Linked DNA regions of Drosophila melanogaster: regions 2 and 3 are each linked to region 1. A link is a contact called in public Hi-C and targeted proximity ligation data. All regions are on one chromosome and are shown on one strand. The core of a region is the stretch at or near the end of the contact, and the rest is flanking DNA. Distances in the headings are between cores, read along the strand shown. Region 1 holds the start of lncRNA:CR45404 (long non-coding RNA:CR45404). Region 2 overlaps Mob2 (Mob2,). Region 3 holds the start of chrb (charybde).

Region 1 (2,607 bases), core at 55-2,554:
ACGAGTAATCATGGCAGGCAAATATCAATCATGTTCAGGCACGAATACTATGTACATCTGTACGTACGTATGTATGTGTGTATGTACGCATGTATGTACGTACGTATGTACGTATGTATGTGTCCACAGTGCCATTTGCCTTCCGATATAGGCGTCGACATCCCCAAGTTCAGTTCGTAGAATTGGCGCTGTTTTTCTACGAATCCAACTCGATCGTCTGCCACTTGGTCTCTGTGTTTTCACTGCACAGGGGCGTGGTTGTGTGGGGGGCGGGGGTTTGGGTATAGGCATTCGACGCTGCGATGTGAGGGGGGGTGGGGGCGGGTGCTGGCAATTGGCTTAAAGCTTGCCATCTGGAAATGACGCAATGTTTTCGAAAACACATCAACACCCGAGTTGCCTCTACAGTTGCTGTTAGCTTATTGTTTTGCTCGTTGTGTTTCGATTCGCTTGGCAAAATCAACAACAGCAGCTACAACAACAGCGATTACAATTGTTAATCTATATGGCATATAATCCTATATATATAGGTATATATATACATAGTTTGTATGCTTGTACATCGCGTAAACTAATGATAAATTCTAGTCGCGTATCCAACAATAATAGGACTGATTGATGCACTAGTAGAAAAATTAATCGAAAAAACTAAAACAATTTATACAAGTTTGCTCAATATAAAGATAGGTATTTTTTAACAAATTAAAAAAACTAAAATAATTTATACAAGTTTGCTCAATATGAAGATAGGTATTTTTCAACAAATTGATCGTTTTTGGATACATTTTTCTCATTGTTTAGACACTGCCAAAAGAGGGCTACGACTTTAGCTACAATGTTGCTGCTGTTATTGTAGCAACTATTGTTGCTGCTGTATGGGCCATAATGTTATTTACAAGTATTGTTGGTTTTCTTCCTCTTTTGTTGCTGTTGTTACTTTGTTTGAACAGCTCGTTCTTTGTTAATGTTGTCTACAAAGCCATTGGTGTTGTCTTGTGTCGGCAGTGTTGTTGCGTTTGTTTCTAATGTTGCTATGTTGCTTTTGTTTCTAATGTTGCTGCTACTGCTTTTGTTTTTGATGTTCCTGTTTAATGTTACTCCTGTCATGTTGCAGTTCCAGCTGTCAATGTTGCTCTCGTTCCACATGTTGTTGTAAATGTTGCTTAGGTTCCACATGTTGCTGTTAATGTTGCTCTTGTTCATATTCCCGCTGTTACATATGTTGCTTTTGCTGGAATTGTTGATAACATTTGCGTGTCTAACTAATGTTGCTGGCATTGCTCTTGTTTCTTTTAAAATTGCTGATAAAATGTTGCGGTATTATTGTTGTTCTTTTCTTTATCGTACATATGCCCCATCTTCTTGCTTTTCGCTCTTTAGTGTTAGTTGCCTTGTTTTTCTCATGTTGCTGTTACTCTTGATGTTGCTCTTGTTCCAGATGTTGCTTTTGTTGCTTATGTTACTGTTGCTGATGTTGCTGCTGCTAGAGTTGTTGATACCATTTAGCTATCTGATGTGGCTGTCATTGCTCTTGTTTCTTTTAATATTGCTGATAATTTGCTGGTGTATCATTGTTTTTCTTTTTTTATAGCACTTGTGCGCCTATCTTCTTGCGTTGCTACACATCTGTTAATAATACTGTTTTAGTTTTTTGTACCCTGCGTTCGTTGTTGCTATTGTTTCTGCCGCTGCTGCTCTGGGGGCCCCATGTCAGCAATCAACAGTTTGCCATAAATTATTTTTGCAAAATGCTCACGCTCCAATGCGACCCCAGGGAATCAGCAGCATATGCACACACTGAACAAACATATATGTACATACATATATGTATGTACATTTAGTACTGTATATGCAGGGAATGATAAGCTGCGAAACACATATATATGGTCCCATTGCGATTGTCGCGCAATCGAGCATTGAGCAAGTCCCCCAGCGAAACCCCATCCCCATAGCCATTTCGAACCGACCAGCCCCAACCGGCTGGCAACCCCATTTCCCAACCCATTCCACCTCCAAGAACATCTCCCGCAAGTCGCCAGATAAAGATAATAGTAATAACAACAATAATAATAATAATAAGAGAAGCCAGCGACAAGAGCCCTGCATTTGTCACTTCCAACATTGAGTAAGGTTGGAAAGTGTTGTAAATCAATTAGGCAAAAGCCTTCGCCGCCAGCTGAAAGTAAGACAGTTAACTACGTATTACACACAGAAAAATGTAGAGTACTTATCATACTAGTACTACAAAAATATTTGTGTATTTAAAAGATACCAAAGTAAACCAATGTCTATCCGGCATTAAATAAGGTTACTAAAATATAGAAAATGTATCTATTAACTATTTATCCTCAAAAGAAACTACTATTATAATATGTACAAGAACTTATGAAAATAACTTAAATATAGTGATTATTTTTCATGTTCTGAGTTCTTAACTTTTTTGTGTCATAAAACGACTACTTTTGCTACTGTGCACAGTTCCATAAAAGTAGTAAAGTGGGGGACTTGCACTGCCATTATGATTTATGGCAAAGCAAAATGCATAAATGCTGTTCGATCTGCTCGGGGATTGCATCTCCTGGTCGTAAATAACCCAGGGCCCGGAAG
Region 2 (2,607 bases), core at 42-2,541, 250 kb before region 1:
AGAAATGTTAGAATAAACAGAATTTGTTATGCCTACCATATGTGTGTCATACGGATAGAAATTTTGCAAAAATCCTGTCATGCTGAAATACTTTAATGTTTACATTTAATTTACTAGTTTATCAAAGGGAAATACTCATGCATATATGTATTTGCTTTTGAAATAATCATTTCATCTTATTTATTTAAAATTTAAAACTGCTCCTACTAAAAATGATTGTAAATCAAACTCACGCTTTTGCTAAGCTAACTAAAAATGTATGCTTAGCTAAGTAAATGCAGAGATAACCAACTAAAACTCGACTGCTTTTTTGTGTACAATTTTCGAGTGACTAGCGATTTTTAACTATGATATGCATTATGCATATGTATGTGTATAAAAAGCAGCACCTCACTTCACCTACCTATTTACAATTAGTATCTGGGGTGCGATGGGGCAACAGCAAAAGGCTTTTAATTGATAGATCAATATCACGATGATTGGTTTTGTGCGTAGCATATGGCGAGCGAGGCCTATCGCAATATTTTTCGGGGTAAATGGCACACGAGAGCGATGTCGGGAAAGCCCGTGAGCTTATCTAAAATGATGGAGTTGGTGGGGGCTAAATGGACATGTGTGTTCAGGGCCACTCTAATGGGGGAGGGGTTGGGAGGTGGTTCTCATATGGCCCAATTCCTAGTCCCTTCGCTTTGCCACCTCCCTGGGGTGTTGGGTGTGTTTTGGGGCCATATGCTTCGAATCGAAACAATAAGAAATATAACATTAGGTCAGGTTCTCGACCATGTATTGAATTCCCTTGGCTCTGGTCGCCTTCTCTTCTCCTTTGGCTAATTGTTTTTTTTGGCCAGTTCTGAATGTTTCAAACTATATTCGCTTTATCTACGACACAAGGTCAAAGCCACAGCTAAACCCACCCACATTTTGGGCACTCTTTCGTGCCAATACGAAAATGATGAGTTGGAATTTCAATTTTATTTATCACCAATTTTTTATGCACCCATTTTGGCCATACCATCCATCCATTTCGATTTTTTGTGGCTTTTAGTTTTAGGTTTTCGCTCGACTCGTAGCGATGGCACACGAAATGCGATATAAAATCCAAACGTGCGAATATATTTGCGGCCTATTCTGCGATATAGAAGCGAGGTGTTTATGTGATAAAAGAAAAATAGAAGATATTATACGGGAAACCCCATAAAACACACATTTAATACGACTTGTATGTGACGTTTCCGAGGAACTTCTTGTGAAATTGCAAGAAACCGAAAGAAGTCGACTTATCGCGCCACACAACACGTCACTTCGATTGGCCCCAGTGTGTAAATTGAGTGTGTGGGTTAATGGTTTGTTTGCCAGTAGTTCCCATTCGATCGGAGGTGCAATAAAGTTGTCGCACGAATCGGTAATCGACTAAGAGCTTTTCCAAGTGAGAACGTGTTTTACAGTTCACCATCTTGAAAAAAATGTGTCAAGGCGACTGACGGACGAAGGTACCTAAACTCAGGTTGAGAACTGGAAAGGGAAAGTTTACAAATCGAATAAAGTAGGATTAAACTGGATTTTATAATACACGGATGTACAAATGTACAAATCTTCACGTTTAAGTTAGTTCTTTTATATATATATATATAGAGTCCTAGAAATTCCCACTTTCTTTATCAAAATACTTCTACTTCTTCTTCATTTCAACAACTTCTAAAAATGTTATAAAATGTAATCAACAAATGTAACAAATTTAAAGAACTATTTTCCAATATTATCCAAAGAAAGTCCATTTAGTTTGCAAATGAGTTGGCGTGAGTCAAGGATTTGATTTGCACTCGAAACCAGTGCTCTGTGTCCTTGATTACAGGGTACGACGCGCCTTGAGTTCCGCCCAATCTTAGTGTGCCATCTAGTGTGCCAGACTGCATCCGGCCATTTAAATTGGAACCGGAGCGCACAATCCATTCACGTCGACCTTTCGTCGCCTCTGACCTGACACGCAAATTTTGTGCGACAAGAGCGAAGGTGGTGTTGGTGGCGGCGTCACACAGATCGATGTGCGATGTGGAGGTCCTTGGCATTATTTGGCACTTGATGGAATAACTATTAGTTAGAGTGCCACCGCTAATGCTAATGCTAATGCCCCAATCCCACCGTATGCCACTCCAACTGCCACTTAAATGCGGGCGGGTGGATTTGCATTATCTGAATGAAAAAAAAAAAAAAAATAACTGAACGGGAAAGTCGCTTGTCTGGTGGTTACCTGTGCGCCACGCCTCGCCGCCTCCCAGCAAATAATGGGGAACAAAAGCGCACATTTGTCTGATATTCAAATGTACACACGATGACTATATACTTCAATGAATGTGTACATACATATTATATATGTACGTACGTACCTACATATGTGTTTGGATTTCGAGTTTTATCAGCACGCTTCGCCGATATCGTGCGGGCACAACGGGCGGCGTTGGGTGGGTGGCATAATTATAATCAGAACTAAGTTTATTTGTTTAAATGCCTAAAGAGACGCATTTGCCACCGTCTCTCCGGTCGACTGATAAATGTTTATTAAACTCGGTTATGCCCATGAGCACGGCCACGCACTTTTTTCGAGCTCTT
Region 3 (2,607 bases), core at 80-2,579, 200 kb before region 1:
TATTGCAATAATTTTATATTCTTCAGAAATTTTCCTGTAAATTTTCAGCATGTAGCTAAAAGTAGCTAAACATTGAACTCGTTGCTTGAAAACTTTAGTAAATCAACATTAGAAACGAACTTTTTTAGCTCACACAAAAAGTTGTAAAACCACGATTTTTGTTATATTTTCTTATTAAAACCAGAAGAAAGACAAATATCAGAAAAGTTCAAGTTTGCTTTTCTCTTCAAATCTTGTTCTATTTAAAAATCTAGATTATTTTGCTATGTGAACTTACCTTTAATTTTATTAACACCGAATTTTCCCTGAATGTGATTTTGTACTGAGAGCACTTCCATCTTCATAGAGCCGCCGTTGCAACTGCTATTTTGTGTGTTTTCAGCCGATTGTTGGATTTATAATGAAAGTCTGCCGCCTGCTGCTGCCACCGAATGCGAATGCGATTATATAGGCTATAGGCGTTTGATCTCGACCGACTTTCGATGCGTTTAATATATTGCGTGGGTGTGAATAGTTGTAGTTTAACGTACGTATAGAAATGCACTTTAATCACAAGAATTTGATTTTACTTCGCGTGTGGTTAGGTGTTTTATTGTGTGTTTACTTTGTTGTGTGTGTGTATGTGGTGGAGAGTTCGATTTTCCAGCGACAGCGTTTTAACAAACAATTGGAAAAGTATCAACAACTAAATTTGTTATTCTAGTTAAACATTTCAATTCAATACATTCTAAAAAATCAACGCAAATTGCCGCCCCGTTCAGCTCTCTCTCGCTATTTTCTTCCTCTGGGCTTTCGCTTCCCCTTTTTGTCTCGCTCTGTCTGGTTTCCTTTTTAAATTTAAGCACAGCACATGGTTTTGATTTAATTCATGACGTTCTTGTTGTTTGGACAGAGATTTTAATTTCGTATTTATCTTTGCTTTGCTTTCCTACATATGGCGGAGTTTCAAGTGCTGATGGCTGCGTTTCGTTTGTAGAAGTATTCTTTTCTGGTTTTCCGATTTTCTGGCTCTAATTCTTCTCGTTCTGCCCCTTATGTGCCGATGTGCTATGTTTGGCGGCCGCGTTTCGACTGCGGTTTTTTTCAGAAGTTCGTGTGAAGCGTACTACAAAATTTTCACTCAGCGCTCGCTCAGCTGTTTCTGTTTCTGTCTCTGTGTTGGTGCGAGCGAGAGAGCTTGGAAATAGCTGAATCAGAAGAAGAAGAGGAGGACGATGAAAAACTGGAACTGCGGCAACGGCAACAACTTCGATAACGGGACACGCTGGAGAGCTGAGCTGAGCGGAGCGGAGCAGTTTTCCAAACAGTTTTCCAAAGCTACTATCCGGCCGGCTCGCGTGCTGCTGCTTTTATACCAATTTTCCACGCCGGCTGCGCTGCCGGCGTCGCAGCTTTTCATTTTCCTTTTCCTTGGCCGTGAACTCTCTCTTGAGCGACTTGGCACTCTTTTGCAACCGGTGATCAGCTGTTCTTAAAGACACTTAAGAGCAGTTGAGCGGCTCGCTCTCTTGAGTGTTTTAGTTTTGAGAGTTGAGCAAAACTGTCGGTCTCTTTGAGTGCATTGTTTTCAAAAATAATTGGTAAAGTCTATAATCCCAATTGTTAATTCTCTTTGCTTCTATCTATGGATATCATTTGCACGTAATATAAAGTTTGTTGTTTAATAACTTGTATGTTATCTTGAAGCTATTTTTAACAAAAAATGTTTTTTTTTTATGGAAAAATATAATTTCAGTTATTCTTTTAACCTAAAATGAAATTTTCTTAATCTTAAATGTGTTTTTTATTGTTAGAATTAAAAAGGTAGAATATCAAGAGAACGAATATGAAATCGAAATTATAAAAAAAAAAACATTGGGTTTCTGCTTAAGAACCCAAATATCTAAATATTAGCATAGCGTTCTGTAAAGAAAATCGCAAATTGCGAGAGAAAAAACCTGGAGGCGGTTTTCTGTAATTTGGCATTTTAGTTTGTTCCTTTCTTTTTCATTTGAATCTCGTAACAAAATTTATGGTGTTTTGGGGAATATGCCGACTGCACAGACTGATGGTATTCATATATGTACATATGTATGTATATAGTAGATACATACATAAGTACATATGTTGATGCTCGTATATTTGGCCTTTACCGGATGACAAGACCCATTGTACCGCCTCCAGTTCTGTTGGTAACGGAATGGAGGGGAGAACAAGAAAATGGATGAAAATGCTTCGCCGACACAGGACACAGGGCCTGTCACTGTTTTAACAATTCATCTTAATAGAAATAAAAAATGGCGCCGCTGGCGTTGGACAGTCCGGCTGACACCACCCGCCCCCTTTCTGGACACCCCATCCGCACCCCTACTTATCCCTTATGCCATATCCCCCTTATCCGCACTCCACCCACTCCACCCACTCCCCTTTTCCTATTTGTCACTGGCTCGTTGTGGGTGCTCCTCCGCTCTCCATTGGATCAGCTTTGGAGAAAGCATCCGCATTTCCCCTTGTCTAGTTGCTGCTGCTGCTTTTTTTCTGTGTGAAGTTGGGGGGATTTACACATGTCAGTTAATGCTGAAAAAATGTTTACACAACACAATTGCCTGGCGGAGGGCGCGGGGGAGT

The links. A called contact is a pair of places that touch in the nucleus more often than the background predicts.
Region 2: a contact with region 1 is called in a Hi-C map of the Kc167 cell line, with 3 times the contacts expected there. A contact is called at or near these places in 2 of 107 Hi-C or Micro-C datasets (the Kc167 cell line and the S2 cell line) and 2 of 7 datasets of targeted methods (the Kc167 cell line and the S2 cell line).
Region 3: a contact with region 1 is called in a targeted proximity ligation map of the Kc167 cell line, with 4 times the contacts expected there. A contact is called at or near these places in 15 of 107 Hi-C or Micro-C datasets (the Clone 8 cell line, the D17-c3 cell line, the Kc167 cell line and 6 more) and 2 of 7 datasets of targeted methods (both in the Kc167 cell line).

Annotation. Positions count from the first base shown.
Region 1 is chr3L:11,283,428-11,286,034 of dm6, reverse strand. lncRNA:CR45404 (long non-coding RNA:CR45404) reads right to left here and starts at 1,304. Exons shown (of 1, transcript NR_124881.1): 1 at 855-1,304.
Region 2 is chr3L:11,528,510-11,531,116 of dm6, reverse strand. All of the region lies in intron 1 of Mob2 (Mob2,), which reads left to right. Among named protein-coding and RNA genes, the nearest start is that of Fuca, 7.1 kb to the right of the region's middle.
Region 3 is chr3L:11,486,272-11,488,878 of dm6, reverse strand. chrb (charybde) reads right to left here and starts at 1,329. Exons shown (of 4, transcript NM_140213.5): 1 at 278-1,329. The coding sequence starts at 344.